Regions from separate parts of the Salmo salar genome. Here region 1 is linked to region 2. A link is a contact called in public Hi-C data. All regions are on one chromosome and are shown on one strand. The core of a region is the stretch at or near the end of the contact, and the rest is flanking DNA. Distances in the headings are between cores, read along the strand shown. Region 1 holds the start of LOC106613190 (rho-related GTP-binding protein RhoG). Region 2 overlaps stim1 (stromal interaction molecule 1).

Region 1 (4,389 bases), core at 188-2,687, 43 kb after region 2:
GCCATCACCTCATGTTTCAGCATTATAATGCACTGCCCCATGTCGCAAGGATCTGTACACAATTCCTGGTAGCTGAAAATGTCCCAGTTCTTCTATGGTCTCCATACTCACTAGACAAGTCACACATTGAGCATGTTTGGGCTGCTCTGGATTGACGTATACAACAGCGTGTTCAAGTTCCCTGCAATATCCAGCAACTTCACACAGCCCTTGAAGAGGAGTGGGACAACATTCCACAGGCCACAATCAACAGCCTGATCAAGGAGATGTGTTGTGCTGCATGAGGCAAATGGTGGTCACACCAGATACTGACTGGTTTTCTGATCCACCCCCACCTTTTTTAAGGTATCTGTGACCAACAGATGCATATCTGCATTCCCAGTCGTGTGAAATCCATAGATTAGGGCCTATGGAATTTATTTAAATGGGCTGATTTCCTTATATGAACTGTAACTCAGTAAAATATTTGAAATGTTTATATTTATATTTTATATATTTGTTCAATGTAATTAAAGAAGAAAATGGTCTACTTTAAAATGGAGATGGCCTCAATGGCGCTGCCTGTGCTCTCAAAATAGGACAGATACAATAATGTGGTGTCTATCTAAGTCTATGTAGGCTATCAGAACAAAGGAACAGTGGAGCTTATCGACTCATCAGTCCCACACAACTAAGCTCAAGTATGCCACCTTGAGGCTATAGGCTACACAACACTAGCAATAAAAGAGGAGAGGAGATGTGTTGACGGGGGAAAAGATGGGGGGCATCTTCTGATGGAACTGATGCCCCACATCAGAACAGATCTGAGCCACAATGGGATAGCCAGTAGGCCTTATCATGATAAATCCCAACTTCTTATAATAAAGGTGTATGATACACCTTGATCTGATAATATACTGTATCATAAGCTAATGCTAAATCATAAATTCTCAGTTTAAAGGCCCAATGCAGCCATGTTTATATCAATATCAAATCATTTCTGGGTAACAATTAAATACCATACTTTAATAGTTTTCCATTAAAATTTACAAAAATAGCTTTTTTAGCAATATAATATTTCTCAAGCAAGAATTTTGCTAGGACTGTCTGGGAGTGGTCTGAGTGTGGAGGGGAAAACTGAAAACTAGCTGTTATTGTCAGAGAGGTTTGGAACGCTATTTTGTTATTGGTCTATTAACCAATTTACTGCCTGGTGATGTCACCAGGCAAGCCAAAACTCCCGCCCATTGCAAACCTGAGGATTAGATGTTCTTGTGTAGATTATATTTTCAACCAGCAACAATCAGGAATAACACTGATCCCTTTTCTTCCCACTTCTACAGTGTTAGTTTCATCAGCTGTTGTACCATATGATACAAACACAGGAAACACTGAATTTTGTCTGCACTGGGCCTCTAACAACTATGTGGTTATTCCTATTCTGTACATTTGAATGTCAAATAAGGTAATTCATTGGGTAACAATTTTATTTAAAAATTCTGTTTAATATTCTACCAGCAACGTATACTTACAACAATAGCGCAGGCTGTCGTGGAGGGGAGACGATATACTTCCTCACAGTGCCATTATTTCTCAAGCGGCTTCCTCTCAACGAACACACACACTTCCTCCACTACAGCAACACTTTGCTTGACTGCTTTGACGCTCTCGGACAGATTGTAGGCTATATGTTCATACAAAACCTGCCATTAAAGATAGTATGTTTGGTGAGTCTGACTTGTTTTTAACCTTTGCATGTTTTTGTTGTCAAATTGTTGAAATGATGTACTACTACTGTATAATAGATATGTAGGCTGTAACACATAATCCTACGGAAGCACTTGGGTGACGCACCATTAGGCGAGGTAGCCAACTGCCGTTATAATTTTGGTAGGCGCTATTCTATATCAAAACTCTATAGGCCTACGATACGGCATGCAATGTTAAAATCCACAATTGCAATATTTATTTGTGACAGTTATTTTGTGTTTAATTTAGCCCATTCAAAGTTATAGCATGCTCTGCTCACTATAGTCAGCTCTTTCTCTGTAAAATGATGATAATGGTGAAAAACCTTTACTGTAATTTATGTTGAACTCTTTTTCTAATTTCAGGGTTACTATTAGGCCTTATTAACACATAGCCCTTTTCTTAATAATCTAGGTGAATGAAATGAGAAATGTACACGATCAGAATGCTATGGCCTCGTTGATGGCCTAGAATTAGTGAAATTCACCTATCATAGATATTCAGTGGATAGGCCAATGGTATGCAGCAGTGGTGGTAGGCATACAAAGGTTTATTGGATTTGATGAACTATCCCCAGTCAGTGTACAGTGAAGTACATTTCAGTGCTCCCAGGCTCGGGTCCCTGTAGACTGGGTTTAGCTATATTCTCATTTTCTCCAACACCCTCAGAGAGCAGTGGGAAGAGTCCAGCTCTCCTCTCTCACAATGAATTACAATTACTGCATGTATTTCAAACTCTCCAGTCTCCACCCATATTTTGTAGTTTCAGTGTTCACGCTTGAATTCATGTGGAACACAGGCCTTATGTAATGTAACTATAAATGAAGTAGGCCCACAGATGTTCAAGTTGAAATGAAAGCCAGTAGTTAAACAAAGATGGATATAAATAAATAGTGTCGAACTGTACTGTGTAAATGAGGGTGTGAGAGTAATGTTCGTACCCGATAAAGTGTGAGAGCAATTTAAACCACAAACCTCACTTTCAACAGTTTAAATTTGTTGGGCCTTAGCCAGTGTCTCTCTTTTGGTGTAAAGTGCATCTGAACATTGTAGCCTAAAGTGCATTTCTCCCTGTGTTCCTCATGTCCAGGTGTCTAAGACAGTGAAGGGGTCAGAATGCAGAGCATCAAGTGTGTGGTGGTAGGAGACGGTGCAGTAGGGAAGACCTGCCTACTCATCTCCTACACCACCAACGCCTTCCCCAAGGAGTACATCCCCACTGTGTTTGACAACTACAGCGCCCAGGTGACTGTGGACAGCAGGACTATTAGCCTCAACCTGTGGGACACAGCAGGCCAGGAGGAGTATGACCGCCTGCGCACCCTCTCCTACCCCCAGACCAACGTGTTTGTCATCTGCTTCTCTGTCGCCAGCCCCCCCTCCTTTGAGAACGTCAAGCACAAGTGGCACCCAGAGGTCACCCACCACTGTCCCAATACGCCTATTCTACTGGTGGGCACCAAGAAGGACCTGCGTAATGACCCAGAGGTGTTGAAGAAGCTTAAGGATCAGAACCAGATGACCATCACCCAACAGCAGGGCACCGCCTTGGCCAAGCAGATCCAAGCCATCAAGTACCTCGAATGCTCTGCCCTCAACCAAGACGGAATCAAAGAGGTGTTCGCTGAGGGTGTACGGGCCTTTCTCAACCCACAACCTGTCGCCACCAAGAAACCTTGTGTGCTATTGTAAAGGCAGTAGAGATACTATCACGTATGCAAATCAAACAGAACAATATTAATTAATTGAATGTGTGTAAACCATTGGAGTTGATTTTATTGTGAAATATGTTTTTGTTGTACTGCCGATAACAAACACTGCCATATCAAGACTTCCTTGAGACAAGGGGATCATTGAGGCAGAGGCATTGGCTCAAGATGGATGCCTCGAAACTGAGCCAATGTTAGGTAGGCAAGAAGGGCCTGAGTCAAATGCTGTCTGTAAGAATCCTTGCTTTTGTATATCCATTATTTTGCCCTCTTCCTTTATAGCAATTGACAAACAAGACCTGAGACTTTCTGACGAGGTTTTCTCATTTATCAGTGCTTGTATTGTTGTCACATTCTGACATGTAATGGCCTTCACAAAAATAATTTAAAAAAAATCAGGAATTGAAATACCCATACTCCCATAATGAATACTTTTATTTTTTTACAAATATTTTGTTGTATCATAGATGTGTGTTTTTGTGCACCATCAGGTGTGCTGTTAGTGCTAGTCAACTTTGTCTGAATGTGTTGAATGCTGGACACAAAAGAGGAAATGCAGAGAGAGGTTTTTTGATAAGAAATGCATAGGCTGATTTTCCTATCGAAGGTCATTAGTCAGTGTGTGTGTGTGTGTGTGTGTGTGTGTGATAGAGGAGAGGAGAGAGACGGGAGAGGAGAGAGAAATAGAACCTGGTTGTAACTTCTCTCTGAAAGTCCTTAGCTTATTATCTATTTTAGTTAAGTTGGGGTTCTAGATGTTTTAATGTTGTGTAACTATTTTGAGAAGGCTATGACCACACTCTTCGAGGGTGTCTCAGGGTTGGGAAATACAAAAAAACACATTTCCAATTCAAACATAAGCACCCACCAAATTATTATTATTATTATTACATCTTCTGTACTGTTATAAACGAGAGATAGAAATTGTGTGCAAACTGTAGTGCAGATTACT
Region 2 (4,282 bases), core at 841-3,340:
GAGCTCTGTAGTGACAGAACCAGGACAGAGAGAGAGGGTCACAGAAGAGGAAGGGGAGTTGAGCTCTGTAGTGACAGAACCAGGACAGAGAGAGAGGGTCACAGAGGAGGAAGGGGAGTTGAGCTCTGTAGTGACAGAACCAGGACAGAGAGAGAGGGTCACAGAGGAGGAAGGGGAGTTGAGCTCTGTAGTGACAGAACCAGGACAGAGAGAGAGGGTCACAGAGGAGGAAGGGGAGTTGAGCTCTGTAGTGACAGAACCAGGACAGAGAGAGAGGGTCACAGAGGAGGAAGGGGAGTTGAGCTCTGTAGTGACAGAACCAGGACAGAGAGAGAGGGTCACAGAGGAGGAAGGGGAGTTGAGCTCTGTAGTGACAGAACCAGGACAGAGAGAGAGGGTCACAGAGGAGGAAGGGGAGTTGAGCTCTGTAGTGACAGAACCAGGACAGAGAGAGAGGGTCACAGAGGAGGAAGGGGAGTTGAGCTCTGTAGTGACAGAACCAGGACAGAGAGAGAGGGTCACAGAGGAGGAAGGGGAGTTGAGCTCTATAGTGACAGAACCAGGATAGAGAGAGAGGGTCACAGAGGAGGAAGGGGAGTTGAGCTCTATAGTGACAGAACCAGGACAGAAGCTTAGAGAGAGCCATATGCTAGCTCAGATTTCAAAAGGTGTTTGCAGAATAATCATAAAAAAATATTTCCATGGACAGATACCAAGTCCCTCTTGTGATCAGCTGTGAAACTTACTTCAGAGAAACTTCAATGGTATTCCAGAGAACAGTTCCACAATGTGCGGACAGGATATTTTGTCCTCTTGCATAATGACTGCAACAATCTCTAGAATGAGCTCTGAATGAGGAACTCAACTGATGGCTTCAGCCCAGTTAAACCTTCACTTCCTGTTTCTGTTGTATCATGGAGTGGCTTCAAAATGACACACCTGAAAAACGTGTTTACTCTGCCAATTCCTGACTAAATGAACACGTCAAGCCACCACGACGTCAAGCCAGTGGATAACGACATCATTCAGAGTCACTACTTCTATGGGCTGAAGGGAAAGACAAACTCACTTCTTCTGCAGATCATGCAGGCTCTGCTCAGCCCTCTGTAGGCCATCCAGGTCAGTCATCATCTTCTTCATGTGGTCCTTGGAGTAGCGGTTCTGGATGTAGGCGAACCAGCAGCCTCCAATGCCGATCACTATGGACACCACCAGCATGAAGTCCTTCAGGTGGTTATGAGTGTTCACTGGGGAGAGAGAAAAGTGTTAGGTTAAAGGTATACTTCAGGATTTTGGCAATGAAGACCTTTATGTCCTTCCCCTAGCGTTAGCGCAAAGATTGTAAGTTTATGGTAACAGCTAGTATGCTAGCAGATACCATAGGCTTCCAACATTGCGCTAAAGCTATTTAGCATTGGCTCGCAAAACTCTTTAACCTCCTTCATACTGGATGCGGAGACATAAAAAGAGTACATATTGTTTTCGGATTGTCCCTTCATCCAGCAAAATTCATTGGTGGTGAACTAATGTTGTGAAAGTGTGTGAAACTGAATGAACTCAAGTCATGGTACTGTGGCGAGGTCTCTCCAAGAGAGATGTGCGGTAGTTGTTGGGTTGCGTTGAGGAGGCACCAGGCTAAAAGACCAAGGTAAAGGCAGATTAACGCACTATTTACATGAGAGGCGACGAATCAAAGCCCCAGCAACCTCGGTCTTAACCCTTCCTGTCCTCTGGGGGCGAACGGTTCGGCCCGTGTAGAGAGGTGTGAATGTCCTCTGTCATAATGTTGCCATCCTAATGGATTCAGAACAGTCCCATTCCTCACAGTCACTGCCAGCACGCCAACCAGGCAGGCAGCAACTAACCCTCATGTAAAATCAGCCAAGAGGCCTTAGACGTGATCCATCAATCATCCTTAAAGCACAGAGAGATGAAGACTGCAAAGCCCATTCTCTTAAAGCTGTGAAAGCCGAGCCGTCGTAGGGCCTGTAAAGGGACAAGATCTGAGCTAACACATAGCATGACCTCTTAGCAAGCACAGCACTTATGTCCTGGAGTGAAACAAAAGAGGAAGTGGAGTGTGAGCTAAAGCCTGGGCCTGGCATCTCTCTATACAGGCGCATAGAGGGCGTGCCAACTTACAAACAAGCCTTACGCACTAAGCTCTCTCGGCTGGCTGTTATTGACAAGGAACAAAAGACCTCCCTTCGCCTCACAGAAAAACAACCTCCACACTGACACAAGGCTTCCTTTCATGTCACCGACATAGGTTATTGATGTAGAGTAATGATGCATGGTTATGTGCTCATTAGGACGGCAATGTTTTCTTTCCCTCGGTCATCAGTCAAGAGCTGTGTGTGTGGGCTCTTGTAGCCTTGTCTACACAATCCAGTACAAACACAGTTGGCCATTAACAGCAGAACTTGGCCGGATAGTGAAGAACATTTATGACTAGACTGGTGTCAGACCAGCGTTACATCAACAAGGTGAACCACATGACGGTGGCCAAGCCCTTTCCCTTATAAAGCTCTAGGGCAGGGGTCCCCAATTACACTCAGCCCTGGGCCGATCTTTCCTTGAGCGGATGTTCGGGGGCCGGAACATAGTTCTAAATCATTTGTACATTTACCACTATAATCCCAAACAGATATAGTATTTGATCAAAACTGAACAATTTCAAACCTTGATTACAATGGGATACGATCACATTTTCCTCTATTTATTCATGGGAATACTTGGGAACAGATTTTCCTAAATTAAAAATCACTATGCTGATTTGCTGTTGATTTTACAGTCTTATGTCCAACACACAGGAGAAATAACATGGTTTCTAATATTATTATTATCTAATATACATCAGGCCAATCATCCGTTCCTTCCCGCAGGAAAACAACTCCCTCTCGCATTGCTGTCATGATATTGAATTTCAGCATCTTCGCTATCAATTTGTTTGGGTCTGCAGCATCAGAATCCAACTCTTCATCTGTGGAAGGCCAGACACTGCAGAGAAATATCTGATCCCTATGGACATCCTCAACTAAATCATTTGCATCTTCTGTTGCTACAGTTCAATTACTGGTGGTTGAATACAACCAGTTCAACACACACAAACAGGCACAGGTAACGGCCAGAATAAAACGGGCAACTGCCAGAATAAAACGGGCAACTGCCAGAATAAAACGGGCAACTGCCAGAATTAAACGGGCAACTGCCAGAATTAAACGGGTAAGTACCAGAATAAGGAAACCCTTCAGTAAATGAGGGATACAAAGTATATTGAAAGCAAGTGTGGTTCCAAGAGTTAAATAAGCAGTTAACATTACATCATGCTTAGGGTCATGTATATAAATGCCCAGTTCCCATTATTTTGGCTACTATGGCTAGAAGAGATCTCAGTGACTTTGAAAGACTGGTCTCATTAAGGTGTGTGTGTGTCTGTCACCAGATCTCAACACAATTGAACACTTATGGGAGATTCTGGAGCACGCCTGAGACAGAGTTTTCCACCACCATCAACAACAAAACACCAAATGATGGAATTTTTGGCAGATACCCGTAGGTCTTTTCCTCTAGCTAACACAATCCATTAGCTTTTTCTTTGTCTGAAAACACGTCGCTGATTAGCAGGAATGTTGGCTAGAAAGTCCAAAGTGACATGTCTAACTGACCATTAGACTGGGAACAACTTGGCTCAAACCGGTCTTTCTCGGTTCTCCGTCAGGTAAACAGTCCAGTTGCATGTAATAGGTTGTGAAAAAGGGCTGTGGAATGGGTCCACTTTGGTAAATGCGTCAGCCATTAAGACAAGGAGAAGTGTCCATTTTTGATGGGGCCCATTGTGAAATGTGTCTTAAAGTGCTGCTGCCGTGCACAGCCAGTCTGTGGGACTATCAGCAGGACCTGTGGCTTCAGGCTCGGGCTGTCATCTCCAGACGACCTCTTCTCTTCCTCCAGCTGAGACTCTTCACTAAACACACGCACAATGAAACATGCCAGACACAGACCCCTAACGCTCCCTTATCCTGCTGCAACCTTCCTATAAAACAACCCAAATCCCCCCCTTTCCCCTAACACCCCCACCTCTTCTCCCCCCGACTCTTTCTTCCCCCCTGCACAGTGTCCTCTTCTTTCTCTAGTATGGAGAGCAGAGCAGACAGAACTTCAAGGCCAGAGGAAGGCCTAGGGCACATTCATATTCTGGTTTCCTTACATAATCTGACCAGGGATTCTTGTCTCCTGATGTGGTTTAAGCATTGTTGTAGAGTTAGAAAAATAAAAAAAT

What was found. A called contact is a pair of places that touch in the nucleus more often than the background predicts.
Region 1: a contact with region 2 is called in a Hi-C map of blood, with 2.3 times the contacts expected there. The contact joins the promoter of LOC106613190 here to the enhancer-like site in region 2. A contact is called at or near these places in 3 of 3 Hi-C or Micro-C datasets (blood, gill and muscle).

Annotation. Positions count from the first base shown.
Region 1 is chrssa09:145,484,358-145,488,746 of Ssal_v3.1, forward strand. It overlaps LOC106613190 (rho-related GTP-binding protein RhoG), which reads left to right and starts at 1,438. Exons shown (of 2, transcript XM_014215203.2): 1 at 1,438-1,706; 2 at 2,819-4,389. The coding sequence starts at 2,845. The coding sequence ends at 3,420. It also overlaps a transcript of stim1 not described here.
Region 2 is chrssa09:145,441,026-145,445,307 of Ssal_v3.1, forward strand. stim1 (stromal interaction molecule 1) reads right to left here. Exons shown (of 11, transcript NM_001173850.1): 7 at 1,070-1,247. Among protein-coding and RNA genes, the nearest start is that of stim1, 39 kb to the right of the region's middle. Within about 2 kb of position 2,091, at least 3 of the 13 cell types and tissues checked have an H3K27ac peak or open chromatin away from gene starts, as enhancers often do.